3 separate regions of the Mus musculus genome follow, and regions 1 and 2 are each linked to region 3. The links are chromatin contacts, called in public promoter capture Hi-C maps. All regions are on one chromosome and are shown on one strand. Each heading gives the region's core, a stretch centred on a gene start, on an enhancer-like site or on the middle of the called end of the contact. The rest is flanking DNA. Distances are from core to core; before and after follow the strand shown.

What was found. Promoter capture Hi-C pulls out the DNA fragments that hold promoters and counts their contacts.
Region 1: a promoter capture Hi-C map of pre-B cells shows a contact between it and region 3, with 2.8 times the contacts expected there. The contact joins the promoter of Ccdc151 here to the promoter of Dnmt1 in region 3. A contact is called at or near these places in 1 of 39 promoter capture datasets (pre-B cells) and 1 of 484 Hi-C or Micro-C datasets (CD4 T cells).
Region 2: a promoter capture Hi-C map of liver shows a contact between it and region 3, with 5 times the contacts expected there. The contact joins the promoter of Epor here to the promoter of Dnmt1 in region 3. A contact is called at or near these places in 3 of 39 promoter capture datasets (liver and pre-B cells) and 1 of 484 Hi-C or Micro-C datasets (CD8 T cells).

Annotation. Positions count from the first base shown.
Region 1 is chr9:22,000,419-22,003,946 of GRCm38.p6, forward strand. Ccdc151 (coiled-coil domain containing 151) reads right to left here and starts at 2,216. Exons shown (of 13, transcript NM_029939.3): 1 at 1,828-2,216. The coding sequence starts at 2,056. It overlaps Prkcsh (protein kinase C substrate 80K-H), which reads left to right and starts at 2,570. Exons shown (of 18, transcript NM_008925.2): 1 at 2,570-2,670; 2 at 2,981-3,119; 3 at 3,259-3,375. The coding sequence starts at 3,041.
Region 2 is chr9:21,961,422-21,964,930 of GRCm38.p6, forward strand. Epor (erythropoietin receptor) reads right to left here and starts at 2,155. Exons shown (of 8, transcript NM_010149.3): 1 at 1,896-2,155; 2 at 783-915; 3 at 270-445; 4 at 27-184. The coding sequence starts at 2,010.
Region 3 is chr9:20,951,436-20,954,967 of GRCm38.p6, forward strand. Dnmt1 (DNA methyltransferase (cytosine-5) 1) reads right to left here and starts at 1,544. Exons shown (of 39, transcript NM_001199431.1): 1 at 1,273-1,544. The coding sequence starts at 1,352.

The DNA of each region.
Region 1 (3,528 bases), core at 966-3,465, 1.0 Mb after region 3:
GAGCAGAACAAAATGAATAAGCAATCCGGTGTGGAGGCGCGACTTCAGCCTCAACACTCAGAAGACCTTGGCAGGCAGGTTTCTAAATTCAAGGCCAGCCAAGCCTACAAATCAAGTTCCAGGGCAGCCAAGGCTACCTTCAGAGACCTTGTCTCCAAACAAACAAACAGAACCAACAACATTGTCTCTCCAGCCCCTAACTTTCTTTTATTATGGGATAAAAATATCAATCTCTAGCATCCTATAAATCAGGTAGCATGCTTGATCATACCTTTTTCTCTTAGCATGAGAAAGGTAAAGGCAGGAGGATCAGAAATTCAAGGTCCCAGGAGACTAAACTCAGGTCATCAGGCTTGGTAGCAATGTCCTCATTTGATGAGACATCTTGCCGACCTACATTTCCTTGTTCTTTCCTCTCTTTCCTCTCTTTCTTTTTTTTCAGACAGAGTCTTACTCTGTAGCCCAGGTTAGCTTTTAACTCACTAGATACTCAATACTGTCCTCAAACGAATGCCAATCATCCAACCGTAGCCTCCCAAGTGTTCAATACAGACATGGGCCACCATGTCTAATTTACAGTATTTTTATTTTTTATGTATTTATTTATTTTCATTTTTTTTTTGAGACAGGGTTTCTCTTTGTAGCCCTAGCTGTCCTGGAACTCACTCTATAGACAAGGTTGGCCTTGAACTCAGAGATCTGCCTGCCTCTGCCTCCTGCATGCTGAGTACTGAGAAAAAAGACGTATGTCACCACTATCAGGTTTAAGATTTCTTCTTAATAATATGAGCAAAATCACAGTAGGCTTTTCCAAACTGTGGCATAAGCAATATTTGGTCTTGATAATTCTTTGCTGTGGGGGCTGTATTAGGCCTAATAACATGTAAAGCCTTCTCCTCGCCTATGCCTAATAAACTGGAGTAGTACCCTCCTGCATTCAGCAAAATGATAAAAAAGTCTGCAGACATTGCTAAATAGTCTCTGGGAAGGGCAGCATTATCTCCTCCCCCTCCAGGGAAGCCACTAGTTTTTACTTTCTACTACTTAACAATGCACTATATGAGCATTTTATGAATGTCAAGTACTACCTGTGCAGTTACTATGCCCATTTTACAGGTGGAAAAACTGAGTACAATTAGATGACTCTAAGTTCCCCAAGATCAAACAACTTTTATGCAGAGCAAGGATTCAGACCCCAGAGAAACAAACTCTCTTTGGGCTGAAGATATAACTCAGCAAAGTGCTTGAGTAGCATGAATAGAGCCCTGGGTTCCAGCCTCAGCACCGCATGATGCCCGCATGGTGGCACATGCCAATCACCCAAAAAGGTGGAGCTAGGTCTCCTTTGAGTTCAAGCTAGCCTGGGCCACATGAGGCTAACTCTCAAAAATAATTTAATAAATAAATAAAATTTGGGTGGGAGGGATAATGGCTCAGTGGTTAAGGACATTTGCTGCTCCTGCAGAGCGAGGAAGGTTGTTAGTCTCAAGCACCCACATTGGTCAGCTCATAAACACCTGTAACTCTAGCTCCAAGGGATCCAATGCCTTCTCCTGGCATCTGAGAGTACTGCACTCTGCCCACAGAAACGCAAAACAGAACAATAAATAAAGAAAAACAAACTCTAGAATCTGTGCTTTTCACTCACCCATATGCACATTAGAAGAGGTAATAGTACAAAGAAATGGGAAAGAAAGATAAGATTTGAGTGTTTGTTTCAAGTTGGTCACATAGACTCGTGCTGGAGAAACACATAGCGCCTACTCAGAAGACCTGGTGGGCACGGTTGATCCCGGATCCTTCGGTGCAGTCTGCAGCCATACTTACCTAACAGTTGGATTTTTCTTTGTAACTCAAGCACCTGTGCGTGCACAGAAGACTTCATTGCATGGAAGGAGGTTGCTGACTTGGGATGATGTGCAGGCCAGGCCTGTGCCCGGCCCATAGACTTGCTTCGGTGAACCTTACTGCCTTTGGCTTTGGAAGAGGGCGCTGGAGCTTGCTCCGGGCTAGTCACCGTGGTGGTCGCGGCTGCCCAGCACAGGGGGGACGTCATGGTGATCGGGTTAAGGTCGGGAAGCCTCTAAGGGGTAGGAGAATAACTACAAGTTGGCCTCTATAATCCAGGATCCTAAACGCTGGTTCCCTAGGCTCTGGGAATGCACTTCTGCTAACTGCCTGGCTGCGGGCCTCTTAGCATCTCCCGGTTGCTAAGTAACTTCCTCCCCCCGCCCACGTTCCCAAGGAAACCGCCCGCGTTACACTCCACTGCTCTTATTGGCTGACTCGGTTCGGAGGGGCGGTCCCACAAAGAGGCCCAGCGAAAGAGAGGCGCGAGCGTAGCGGTCACGTGACGCCTGCGTGTTCGCTGGCAGTGGCCAGTAACCCGCCACTCCCAAGATGGAGGCACGTTACGCCGCCATTAAGCGCTACACTTCCGATCTGTTCTAAGGTTAGGTCTTCATGTTCCTACTCAAGATGGCCGCCTCAGCGCCCGCACACGCACTCTTGCCACTCCTAACATGGCGTCCCGGAGTTGCCGTTCGCCAAGAGGGATGAGCAAAACGGAAGTGACGTATCCGGAGCGTTCCGTTCTCTTATTCTACTGCAGGAACCGTGGCTGCTGAGCTAACCTGGTGTGGTGGCTATTGACCTTTGCCTCTACCTCGCGTAGGTGATGAAGTAGCGATGGGAGGAAGGCACCCTAGTTTCTTATAGGTTGCAGCAGGGTGGGTGGTGTGGAGGGATCGTAAATCCTTTGAACCTTTGGCGGGAGTTGCCCATTTCACCTCTTTACCGAGAGACCTATGGTTTTGAGTTCACTTTGAGACTCTTCCACTGGCTCGGGGCGGAGAGACGCCCCTTGCCCTTGCACTTCCAACTCCGATTGTGCCCTCCTTTTCCGGAAGCAGTGGTGAGGCCGGTCTTGGGTAAGCTGCCTTCTCCCAATGATTAGATGCTTCTTCATTCTTTCCTACAGTGAGAGGCCATCGCGTATCTTCCTGCCGCATAACACACTTCCGGTCTCGGCCCGGACGGGATGCTGCTGCTGCTGCTACTACTACTACCCCTCTGTTGGGCTGTAGAAGTTAAGAGACCCCGGGGCGTTTCCCTCAGCAGTGAGTCTCTTCTTTGTGCATCGGGAGGGGCGTTTCAGCCTTTTTCCTCCGTTTCCCGTAGCATTTCAGCTGGTGAGTGAGTGGGACAGAGGTAATATTTATTTAAGATCTGAGCAGAGCTTCTTGTTTCCCTCACCAGACCATCACTTCTATGAAGAATCTAAACCTTTCACCTGTTTGGACGGCACAGCCACCATCCCATTCGATCAGGTGAACGACGACTACTGCGACTGTAAGGACGGTTCAGATGAGCCTGGTGAGCGTTTGCATTTGCCCATCGCCCATTAAATGAGCCTGCTAAGCGCAGATGCCCCAAAGAACTTGGATCTCACTCTCCTGTTGCTTCCTGCTCAGTGAGCAGAAGCAGGCACAGAAACAAGATCCCTGTTGGCTTGGATTAGCTGAGGGG
Region 2 (3,509 bases), core at 905-3,404, 1.0 Mb after region 3:
GGTGCGGCTGTTCTCTTAGCTCTCACCCTTTGTGTCCCTCCTGCCCGGTTGCCTGCCGACACGTCCACTTCATATCGGATGTGGGTGGTCATAGGTGCTCCAGGAGGTGGCAGCCAGCGCAGCACCACGTGGCTGCCCTCTTCTGCCCGGCGCGCCAGCAGCCCCGCGGGGGCGTCCAGGAGCACTGCAGAAAGTGAAATGGATCCTGTAGGCGGGGACCCAGTTCGGTCCCCACCCCATCGATGTCGCTCCCATCCCCTCTCACCTACCTACTTCATTGATATGGATGATGCGGTGATAGCGAGGAGAACCGGACGCCTCCGTCACCTGCAGCTCCAGCGGCACAAAACTCGATGTGTCCGCTGTTGGCAGTGAACACCAGAAACGCACGGAGCCGCGGACGGTGGGAGCCTGGTGCAGGCTACATGACTTTCGTGACTCACCCCTGTGCGATCGGGGGAACCAAGAAGAAAAGGTTGAACAAGTAGGGAGGGCAGGAGGTGATTGGAGAGTTTCGGATTTCTTTGGTCCACATCGTGGGGACCAGAGCATTTTTGACTACCACGATGGTAGTGCCCTAATTCCAACGTAATACCTGAGTCCATTGATGGAAAAGAATTATTCCAGCTCCGGCCACCCAGGGGCGACCTCCACACCATCCGCACCACCCCCATCCCCTCCTCCGTTCCCGGAGTTTCCCACCCTTAACCTAGTCTCCAGGCCCATCCAGGAAGCTCTGCTCTACCCACCCCTCCTAAGGCCACCCAGTCCTGAGGACTCACTCGAGCTGGTATGAGAAGCTGTAGTTGAAGTCCATCCCGGAGCTCGCCGCTTCCTCCCAGAAACACACCAAGTCTTCCAAGCGTTGGGTGAAGCACAGAAGTTCTTCGGAGCCCCGGGATGCCAGCAGGGCCGCTAGAAAAGGGGATAGCCATGGCGGGGGGAGGGGGAGATCAGGGAAGCCCAGGTCTGCCTTCCACGGTGCCCTTACCCTCCCTCTTGTCGCCTGTGCAGATCCGATAATTTTAGTGCCCCGCCCTCTTCTCCAAAAGGGCCTTCGAGGGGTCTTGCAAAAGTGGCGCCTCAGAACTCCCAAGAGTAGCGACCCCGCCTGCCTTGTTCTACTCCTCCGTGCGCACGCCCACTCACCCTGCAAGTTGAGCGCTGTTCGCCCCGCCCTAGCGGGTGTGTGTGAGCGCAGAGAACTCGGCCTCCTATCGGTTCCCGCAGGCACCCGGCTGTCCCCCGATAGCGCCAACCGTGTCCCCCGCCCCCTTCCTCCTCCTAGCAAGCCGTCCAAAGGACCTAGCACCATCCGCCCGCCAAACTGAGTTTACAGTCTGCAGCGGGTCTGTTTCACAGTCTCTGGGAGCTCGATCCCCTCCCCCAGGAGAGCGGACCTAGCACTACCTTACCCTTGCCATTTCTACCATATCCCAGACTCCCTCAAAACACGAAACAGAGCCGAATGTGTTGGCTCTTGCAGGTCATCCCAGCAACTGGAGGTGGAGGCAGGAGAATCAGGAATTCAAGCTCAACCTCAATTACATAATGAGTCTGAGGGCAGCTTTGGCTACACAGACGCCGCCTCAAAACCAGAAACAGTACAGGCGAGTGACACATGCCTTTCATCCTAGCAATTCCAGGACATCCTGGAATGTCTAGCGAGATCCTGCTTCAAACAAACAAACAAACAAACAAACAAACAAACAAACCAACCAATCTTAAGCCTCTGCCCTGAGCATCACTCCAGGGCGAGGAGACTCTGAGATGCCTCATCGAGTTCAGACACCAGTTTGGCCCCTAGGACCCCATCTGGAGGTTCAGGGGACATTTAGCCCCTGGGACTCGGGCTGGGAATTCAGACCACAGCATTGCCCATGTACAGTTCTTACCTTTGCTCTCAAACTTGGGGTCCGGGAGGCTGGGTGAAGGTGCCCAGGCTGCCCCAGCAAGTAGGAGACAGAGGGGGCCTACCCGAGGCCAGAGGGGCACCCTGAGTTTGTCCATGATGCAGCCCTAGCTTCAGGAAGCTCAGGGCTCCAGCGCCCCTGTTTCGTCCCCCCCACCTCTCCTTCCCTTTCCTCTTTCCCCTTTCCCCTAGTCCACAGCTGGGTCAGCAGCAGCTGCCGGACACAGCTGACCAGGAGCTTCTAAGTGGCAGCTCCTTCCAGGGGGCGGGGCCAGCTTGCAGGCTGGGGACAGATAAGCTACAGCCACCAAGGGAACAGGGGCCTTCTTGGGCACAGCCACTGCCTAAACCAGTGTAGGGGGTGGGGCAGACAGCAGAGTTTTGTTTCGGGTGGCTTTGCTAATGTGGTCACGGACAAGTGACTTATGTTGTTTCACCGTCTAGGTCTAGTCCGGGCATCTGTGAATCCAGCCTGCTGTGCAGCCGGCAGGCCACAGATGGAAGAGAGGCTCTCGCTCCAGCCAGTATCTCTTCCCCAGCTCAGTTCAAAATAAGAATCCTAAAGACAACTAGCAACTGGGTGTGTGAGTGGAATCAGGCTGTGTAGCGTGACAGACACGTGCTATGGTGTTTTCTGTTTATGAATTACACGGATTTGGGAATATGAAATATTTACTATTTTTAAAATTACATTTGTGTGTGTGTGCATGTGTGTGCATGCACAAATGCAGCAGGATGCTTGTGGACAGCACAGAACAACTTGGGGAGTCAGCTCTCTCCTGCCTTGTGCTCCTGGTATTAAGCTGAGGTCTTCAGTATTGGCAGAAAAATCTTTGACCAGCTGAGCCAGCTCACCTGAGCCATCCGTCTCACCAGCCCTGATTGTTTTGGAGACAGTGTATCCCAAGCTGACATCAAGCTCCCTGAATAACTAAGGATGATGTTAGACTCCTGGTCCTCCTGCTTTCACTTCCTGGGTGTTGGGATGACAGGCATGCACCACCTATGTGGTGCTGGGACTGGAACCCAGAGCTTCACCTTACTGAGCAAGGGCTCTGCCAACTCTACAGCTCCAGTATTGCTTGCTTTCTTCCATGCAGGATGTCACTAAATAGCCCAGGCCGTCTTGGAACTGTGGCAATCCTCCTGACCCAAGCTTCTGAGTGCTCAGATCACAGACCTGTGCTTTCTTTCTTTTCTTTTTTTTTTTAAGACTTATTTATTTATTATATGTAAGTACACTGTAGCTGTCTTCAGACGCACCAGAAGAGGGCATCAGATCTCTGTTACAGGTGGTTGTAAGCTACCATGTGGTTGCTGGGATTTGAACTTCGGACCTTTGGAAGAGCAGTCGGGTGCTCTTACCCCTGAGCCATCTCACCAGCCCCAGACCTGTGCTTTCTATACTTAAAAATAAAAAAAACAAAGTTGAATGGCGGGTAGTGGTACAGCACTTGCCTAGCAGGTGGAAAACCCTGGGTTTATCCCCAGAACCCCCCAAATACAGAGATAGGTGGATGCATACATATACATACATAAGTACATAGTACGTACATACATACATACATGGGTAGATGCATGGATACATACATACATG
Region 3 (3,532 bases), core at 294-2,793:
CCCTGGGGGCGAGCTGGGGGCAGGGGTGTTTGACAAGGGGAATTCAGCCGCTTCTCCCACTTTATCCCCCAAAGCTCAAATGGGAATCGGCCTGGCATCACCCCAGTAAACTAACCCCCGGGATAGCAAAAGCAGACTCAGAATCGGGTTGGGATGTGTCCAGCACTAGCAGGGCACCTATGACTAATGCTCAATGACGCGCGGGACAAGCTTTCAGGAATGAACGGATTGACGATGCCCTTCTGGAACAGGAAGCGGGATCCAGTGTTCCCGCCAATCCTTGCACACAGCCGTCCTCATGGAGGCGTGGAAGGTACTAGTGGAGGGCCCATTACCCAGGTCTTCCTTGATTGCTTGGGGAGGGGGGGGGGAGAGGGGGGATTCATATGCACTGAAATGGGGGACTTTACCTGCCATCCCTCACTCCTCGAAATAAACACTGGACAATGTAAAAAGCTTCCTCGATGGCGCCAGGACCGAAAGAACTGGTTTACAGGGGCTAAAATAATAGGGCGGGGGCCGAGACATCTCACTACCATTCATCTTTCCTTCCCCCTGATAAACACTTTGAATGGAGTTAAAGGTTTCCTCGATTGCTCTGGGATCTCGGGACAGAGTTATGTCACTGCCAAAGTGGAGGGCCCATTCTGCAGCACCAGCTCTTTCCAGGCAGAGTCTCTTTGATAGCTCCAGGATCGCAGGAGCTCCTTTACGTTAGGATGAAAACAAAACAAAATCCCACGAGGGCTTCAAGCTGCCCAGGCCCGGCCCGGCAGGATGAGAGAGAAAAGGTCCTAGGACTTGACAGCGGGGCTGGGAAGGAGGGCCCTTCTGAACCAGGGCCAGGGGAACCGGCGGAGGGACCCTCGGGTGGGCGCGGCGGGATCTGCAGGGCACCGGAAGTGGAGGCTGGAGCGGAGTGGGGGCTTCAGGGTGTCCACAGGCCGGGAGAGGGGCACTTCCTGCACACCCAGGAGCCTGGCTGACCAAAGAGGGGAACCCCTGAGGGTGTCCCCAAGCTTGTTCTATTTCAGAGGGCTGATCCCCTTGCTCCCTCAAGCTCCCAGTCAATGGGCTTGCCAGCACCCCGGCCCCCACCCATTTTGGCGCCAACAGCTAAGGGCACGCGCGACAGGAAGCACAGCCCGCGCCAAACGCTGCCCCGCGCATGCGCGCCCTGGCTGTCAGCGGCCGCAGGGCCACCCGGAGATACCCCCAATATATGCCTCGGCATCGGTCCCGCCCCTCACCCCCACCCTGCGTGGCACCTACCGCCTGCGGACATGGTCCGGGAGCGAGCCTGCCGGGGAGGCAAGCGCAGGCACTCGGGCTGGAGCTGTTCGCGCTGGCATCTTGCAGGTTGCAGACGACAGAACAGCTCTGAACGAGACCCCGGCTTTTTCGCGCGCGCGGAAACCAATTGGGAGGGGGCGGCGCAAGCGGAAGCAGCATGTACCACACAGGGCAAGAGAGTGGGGGAAGACCATGCTATGCCCGAAGGGAGTGCGCATGCGCGCAACGGAGGCACCCACACCTCCTGGCTATAGTGGGCTCGTCCGTGCTGCGACTGGCGCCACCCACCTCCCCCTTGCCTGAAGAGGTGGCTCGGCACTTGAGAGCAGGTAGTGCTGCTCTTGCAGAGGATGACTCTGGTTTGCTTGCCAGCACCCGCATCCAGCCGCTCCAAGCCCCTGTAATTCCACTTCCAGGGGGTCCTACAGCCTCTTCTGGCCTCTATGGGCATTGCACTCACATGCACAAACACAACTTTAAAAAAAAAAAAATCTTTTGAGTCTGGCAGAGGCTGTGGCATGCATGCATTTGATTCCAGCACTCAGAATGCAAAAGCCAGAGGATCTCTGTGTATTGAGCCTGGTCTAAAAACAAAATCTTCTTGAAAAAGGAAAAAGGTAGGCGGTGGTGGCGCATGCCTGCAGTCCCTTACACTAAGGAGGCAGAGGCAGGCAGATCTCAGTTTGAGGTCAGCCAAGTCTATACAGTGGAGTTCTAGGACAGCCAGAGCCACACAGAGAAAGCCAGTCTCAAAACAAAACAAACAAAAGTGGGCTTGTCTGCGCAGTGGCTAGCTTCCTCCCTGGAGAGCACCCACCCACATCCAGCCACTCGAAGCCCTGTAACTCCACTTCCAGGGGAAGGCCGCTGTGGACACTGCTCTTAAATGCACCAACAATTTTTTAACCCAAGATAGGCTTGACTTTACTATCTATACAATAGATAATATGGTTGATCTTAAAGTTCAGACCTCCTGCCTCTCTCTGGTCTTGAGTGATGGATTTATGGGTATGCCCCACTGTAACTACCATCTTCACTGGAAGATGAAATGTGTGGTTCTGTAGTGTCTAACTATATGTCCATGATCCATATTTCTGGAACTTACATCTTCAGAAGGAGAAACTATAGGCATAACTCTATCCCCCTCCCCTTCTGCTCATCTTTTGTTACCATTTTGGTAAGAAATACATGAACCCTTAAACAAAAGGCCTCCCGTCTAACCCCATCTTCACCCCCTTGTCCTCTAAAACGACCATGAGCACACCATCTGGACTCTTCCTCAGTGGCTTCATCTATCAGAGCTGAAATCACCTCCTTAAAAAGATAATTCAGAAGTGAACTGGACCAATATACCAATGAAGTAGTATAGTGGTAAGGCCAGGAACCACTTCTGCCATCTGGGTTTAATAAAAAAAAAAAAAGCAGATCGCAGAGAAATGATATTTTCTATTTACCTTCCACATGGTATGGAAGGATTTAGAATATACAGTTCAACAGCAGAATATTAACCTCACAGCAGAAGCCTTGGGAGTCATCCCTAGCACCAGATGAATAAAAGAATGACCGAGGACCAGAAAGACAGCTGAGAGAACTGAGCCAGAAGTAGTCTCCCTCTGACCATGTGTGTAAGTTGACATCACATACCCACGCACATGTACACAAATGTGAAATTGTTAAAGAACTTTTCCCAACAAACCTAACTTTAAAAATCCTGAGGCACTGGGGATGGAGAGATGGCTCAGTAGTTAAGAGCACTGACTGCTCTTCCAGAGGTCCTGAGTTCAATTCCCAGCAACCACATGGTGGCTCACAACCATCTGTAATGGGGATTTGATGCCCTCTTCTGGTGTCTCTGAAGACAGCAACAGTGTACTCATATACATAAAATAAAAAAAAAAAAAAAATCCTGAGGCAGGCATGATAAAAGACATCTATTCTAGCACTTAGCATCTAATGCAGGAAGATTGGGAGATTGGAGCCAGCCTCATTACATAGTGAGATTCAGGACCTTGTCTAAAGGAGAGACAGACAGACAGACAGATAGACAGACAGACAGAGACACAGACAGAGAAAGACAGGGAGAAGAAAGGAGAGAAGAGCCCAGCGGTAGTGGTGCACACCTTTAATCCTAGCACTTGGGAGGCAGCGGCAGGCGGATTTCTGAGTTCAAGGCCAGCCTGGTCTACAGAGTGAGTTCCAGGACAGCCAGGGCTACACAGAGAAACCCTGTCTCGAAAAA